2 separate regions of the Mus musculus genome follow, and region 2 is linked to region 1. A link is a contact called in public promoter capture Hi-C data. All regions are on one chromosome and are shown on one strand. Each heading gives the region's core, a stretch centred on a gene start, on an enhancer-like site or on the middle of the called end of the contact. The rest is flanking DNA. Distances are from core to core; before and after follow the strand shown. Region 1 holds the start of Rab5a (RAB5A, member RAS oncogene family). Region 2 holds the start of Dus3l (dihydrouridine synthase 3-like (S. cerevisiae)).

What was found. Promoter capture Hi-C pulls out the DNA fragments that hold promoters and counts their contacts.
Region 2: a promoter capture Hi-C map of liver shows a contact between it and region 1, with 5 times the contacts expected there. The contact joins the promoter of Dus3l here to the promoter of Rab5a in region 1. A contact is called at or near these places in 2 of 39 promoter capture datasets (liver and pre-B cells).

Annotation. Positions count from the first base shown.
Region 1 is chr17:53,477,971-53,480,670 of GRCm38.p6, forward strand. It overlaps Rab5a (RAB5A, member RAS oncogene family), which reads left to right and starts at 1,264. Exons shown (of 6, transcript NM_025887.4): 1 at 1,264-1,638.
Region 2 is chr17:56,763,478-56,766,177 of GRCm38.p6, forward strand. It overlaps Dus3l (dihydrouridine synthase 3-like (S. cerevisiae)), which reads left to right and starts at 1,274. Exons shown (of 13, transcript NM_144858.2): 1 at 1,274-1,464; 2 at 2,048-2,315. The coding sequence starts at 1,379.

The DNA.
Region 1 (2,700 bases), core at 14-2,513:
AAGAGGGAAGCTCATGACTTGGAGAAGTTTAGGGTAGGAAGTGGGGTGAGAAGAGCCACAGGTACTGAGTAAATCAGAAGGCTAGCCTTGTGTTTTGGTATGCTAATAGGCACCACAGAACCTTTCTGACAGAGACAAGGAATGACTCTTTTGATAGAAACCAGTGCCAGAATTTAGGGGAGTGGAGTATTTGGACCTATGCGGATCAAGGGAACGTCTTAAATAGGTGTGCTGTGGGCAGCCATAAACATCTTGGGCTGCTGTTCATTGGAATCTTAAGAACTAGTGTTATGGAGCCGGCTGCAGGCTAGACTATATCTAACCTGTGATCGTGGCCAAATTATTTGCCTCCCTCATTCATTCCACAAACATGCCAGGACTCTGTGTGCTTATCAACTGTGCTTATCAATGGGTGTGTGTGTGTGTGTGAGAGAGAGAGAGAGAGAGAGAGAGAGAGAGAGAGAGATCACTCCAAAATGTTTACTACTTAGTTCAATGGGGAATTCCAAATAAACGCTAATTATTAGGATTTCCTCCTTTTCACTCAAAAAACAAACAAAACAAAACAAAAAACCACACACACAGGTAAACTCTCAATAAAAGCAAGTTATTCTTTTGAGGTTTGCTGTCTAAAGGCAGCTTTTGAATTTAAGGGTCTTAATTCTCTCCGAGATCACAGACACGCCCATTCTCGGAAAAGCAGGGCATTTCCAGAGCCACAGGAGCCCTCGCTCGCCTAAACCCCTTTACTGAGCTGCTGAAGTGGTGTGAGAGGCCTGTGAGTGAACCATCAGACCGAAAATCGCCGCAATGGGAAGACAACCCAGGCTGACAATGGCAGTGGGGACCCTGTCAGCTCCGATGAGACCCATAAAACGCAGGTCTGGCCCACGCCTCTCGGGTTCCCAACCCGCCGGCTTAGAGCGCCGCCACCCAGATAACAATGGTGGTACTGAGGGTGGAGCCCCGGGGAGGAGGAAGGCAGAGCAAGGAAGTGAGTAGGTCTGGCCCCAGGGAATTGGAGAAGACACGTGACGCAACCCCACGCCCCCCTCTTCATTCCTGACGCTCCTGCCTCGCCTTGCAGCCGGAGCCCAAAGATGTCGGTTCAGATCAAGGAGGCGTTAGAGAGGGCCGAACTATTCTCCCTTAGCGCACCCGGGGATGTCACGTGACTTCGGCCCCGCCCCCTTAGGAAGCCGCTGCCGGCCTCCTGGGAGGGGCAGCGGCGGAAATGACGTCACGGCGTTCTTCGCTGCGTGCGGCTACGTGGCGGAGCCGGCGGAAGCAGTTCCTGCGCTGGAGCCCGAGTGTTTGTGTTTTGGTTCGTGAGGAGCCGGGGCGGTCTGAGGGGAGGAGACCGAGGGAGGAGGAGGAGGAGAACGACGACGACGAGGAAGAAGTCCTCGGAACTCGAGCGCGGCGACTCTGGAGGAGGAGGAGAAAGGAAGGCGGAACGGAGAGGCGGAGACGCAGCCCGGCAGGGGCGGCGGCACGGCGGGCGGCGCTCAGAGTCCCGCGCCGGCCAGGGTGAGAAGAAGGAGCGAGCAGGCGACGCCGCCGCTGCAGCCGCGGCGCATCCGATCTCCGGGCCGGGCCGGGCCGTGCGTGGCCTCGCTGCCGGGAGACGCGGCCCAGGTAAGCCGCCGTCGGGGCGGGTCCCTGTGGTCCCGGGCCGGGCTTGGGGCCTCCAAGCCGCCGCGGGCCCTCAGCGCTTAGTGACTCATTCTTCTAGCAGCTTCGGGGCCTGGGACGTGGGGAATCCTCTGAGGGAGCGGCGGGTGGCACCCTCTTCCCTTCACAAGATGGCGCCGTGGGAAGAGCCTGGGGCCCTGGCGGTCTCCAGCCCGGTCTTTGGGGCTCTGTCCCGGCTACTGAGCCGGATCGCATCCGGGGTGACGGGGGTGGCTCAGGAGCGCGCCCACCAGGCCCAGCGGAGCTCCTGGCCCCGGCACCCCGGTTTGATTTCTCGGCTTCTTCCAGACAGGAACCCAGGCCTCCAGCAGGTGGGGATTGGGGAGCTCCGCCTACCTCTGACCGGCTTGGCCGGGCTGTGCGAGTAGTGGGATCCTCTGGTCCCTTCCGTGGGAGGTGGGAAGCCCGGGCCAAGGTGCGAGCAGGTTAACATCCTAACGCCTCCAGAAGTTTAAAGCTTTGACTGTCACTCTTGGCATATTAGTTTTTGCCTCGCCGAAATGGATTTAAAGTTCTGAATCAGTTGCCTTGCACGTAACTAATTAAAAAAAAAAAAACTGTTACATCTTCCAGAATATTGAGGTCTGCCCAGAATCGTTCTTAATGTAAAATTTGAACCCGTGGGGTTGTGAACAAAGTAGGCAGCACAACAGTGCCTGGCACAATTTAAGGGCTCAGTGCAATTTTTTTAATCAAAGACTTCCTAACTGTATAAAAAAACTATTTTAAAGATTGGAGATGCATATTATGCAAAAGTTTTCTTTGACGGAATAAAAGTACAAGTTATAAGTGCAGAACCTCTGTGCACTGAGCAGTAGCTTCACTGAACACCCCCAGCCCTCGCACTTAACATTAATACCATGTTCAACCTGTGTAGGTTTATACTTGGGCTTATTTCCGTTTGAGGTCTTTGGAAGTAAAAGATTTAGTAGCTTTGCACTTTAAAAGACACTGACTGTGAAGGCACCCCGCCTGTCATCCCAGCACTCTGGAAGCTGAGGTAGG
Region 2 (2,700 bases), core at 24-2,523, 3.3 Mb after region 1:
ACAACCCAATTGTAGACGCTACAAAGGAGCCTCAGCCTTAAAATGCATTGTTATTCCCATCTTGCCCAGTAGGGACGGTAGAGAGCAATGGCGCAAACAGGGTGCTATTGTGGTCTAAGGCTAATTAATCGCTTTACCTCTCTGGGCCTGTTTCCCCTTATGTTATACAACCAGCAGAGTCTAGTTCGTGCGTTGCGGGACAGCCTGGGCTACAGGGTGAGACCCCCATCTCCATGAATTAAATAAATTTAAATACTGATTGGTTTGACTTGGCTTTGGTTGAGACATGTAGCTCAGGCTGGCCTCAAACACCAGGACTGCCAGGGCTATACAGAGAAACCCTGTCTCGACCCCCTCCCCCCCCCCCAAAAAAAAAAAAACCAAAACAAAAACAAAACACTACCTCCCGATCCACCCAAGTGCTGTTCTTACATGTTTAAGCACATTTTTATTAAAATAGTAATTGCAGGATCGGAGAAGTGCCTGATGTCAGGCTCAAGGGGCTGAGTTCAATCCCGGGACCGACATGGGGATGCAGGGACCCCCGCCCCCCATTGTCATATGACCTCCACATAAGGGTGACACACAGGAGACCCACACACACACAATAGATGAGTAAATGTCACTTTCAAAGTAACGCTGGCACACACCTTTAATCCCAGCACTTGGGAGGCAGAGGCAGGAGGATTTCTGAGTTTGAGGCTTGCCTGGGCTACATAGTGAGACGCTGTCTCAAAAAAAAAAAAAAAAAGAAAAAAGAAAAGAAAAGGCAGTACAATAAAAATAATTCAAATTGCCACGCGTTTATGGGCCACAGTGGCTCACGAAGGGCACTGTCAAAGGACAGCGTGTCCCCGTGAAGTCATTTGATCCTTCAAAGCTGTTGGTATTTTTTGTTTGTCTTCTGAGACACGGTTTCTCTGAGTAGCTCAGGCTGTTCTGGACCTCACTCTATAGACCAGGCTGGCCTCGAACTCATGATTCACCTGACTCGATCTCCCCAGTGCTGGGATTAAAGGCGTGCGCAACACCGCTCGGGCTGCGGTTTTTTATTATAAAATAACAGACTCGTTTGTAAAAGGGACAGAAGCAGAGTAGGTGAGTGTGAGCTGCACCCACACCCACACCCCCAGATTCACTTCCACGGATCAAGAGTGACCCACGGATGACCGACAAGAACCCCTCCGGGACCCTTGAGCACTTCCGTTTCCTGCGCAGCCTTGGCCCCCCCCCCCCCCGCCCCCACGGTCGTGCGCACGCGCGCCTTAGCAGCATTGCTGTAGTCTGAGCGTGCGCATTTCTTTCTGTAGGCTCCAGAGGACACGAGCGACCCGGAAGACTTTCCTGCCACACTCCAGAGCTGGTGTGAGGGGCATCGATGGCGGAGACGGCAGCGGAGAGCGGTGGTGGCGGTGACTCCGGGGTTGGCGCGTGCGAACGGGGGGTGGCGCCCATTAAAGCTCAGTGAGTCGCTGGCGCCCGTCAGCGAAGCTGATGTGGCCTTCCCGGCGTCCGTGGCGGGTGCGAGTGGTGCATGCTGGGAGGTGTGGCGGCATCCTGGAGAGCGGCATCCCGGAGGCGCCAAAGTCTTTACCTACCTTCTGCTGACACACGAGTGTAACATGTGTTGGTTGTCACAAGCCATGAGGCCGGCTGTGCACATAGGCAGCTTTGGGGAACCAGAAGCAGGGCCCGAGGTGCATGGTGGGGCTTGTAGTCTCCACGAGGGAAAAAAAAATGGCTCGCAGCGAAAGACCTGGGAAGGGTGGTAGCTTGAGTCTCGCTGCCAAGCATGCTGGGGTTTGTAGTTCCTTCGTAGCCTACCAAGGATATTGATATTTGTGTGTCGCAACCCTTAAGGCAATTCAGTTCTCAGAGCAGAGACACAAATGGCTCCTTCAAGTGTAAAACAGGTGTCCCCGTGGCACTGGGTGAAAACTGGCTGGTTCTAAGTAGGGAAAGCTTCCTGCAAGCAGGAGCACGTGAGCTTGGCATTAGCCCCCAAGCCCCTTTCCCTGTGCACATCGAGCCTCTCCCGCTCTGGCAGGTACCGCACAACCAAAGAACGGTTCCACGAATATCTGGATGGAGACAAGCAGGAGGGTGCATGCCAGGAAGTGCCCACAGGAGACCCAGCTGAGCCAGGGGCCAAAAGAATTCGCCTGGAAGATGGGCAGGAAAATGGGAAGACAGAGGTGGCAATTGAATCCCGTGAAAGGCAGGTGCCCAAGAGGGCCCGTGGCCAAAACAAAAGCCGGCCCCATGTGAAGCCAGCACACTACGACAAGGACAGGCTCTGCCCGTCCTTCCTCCAGGTGAGGGGTGGCTCTACAGGCTTGGCTTAAAGTCTGAAGATGCTGTGCTGTGACAAATATATATGACCCTTGACCTACAGGGACTCGACCTAGTAGTGCCTTGCCTTGGCCCCTGGTGCTGCCTTCAAAGTCATTGACCCTCAGCCTATCTACACATCACACTTGAATTTATTTATTTTTGGTTTTTTTGAGACAGGGTTTCTCTGTGTAGCCCTGGCTGACCTGGAACTCACTCTGTAAACTAGGCTGGTCCTGAACTCAGAGAGCACTCCCAAGTTCTGGGATTAAAGATGTGCTCAGCTATTTCAATTTACCTTTTTTTTTTAAAAAGATTTATTTATTTATTTATTTATTTATTTATTTATTTATTTATTATATGTAAGTA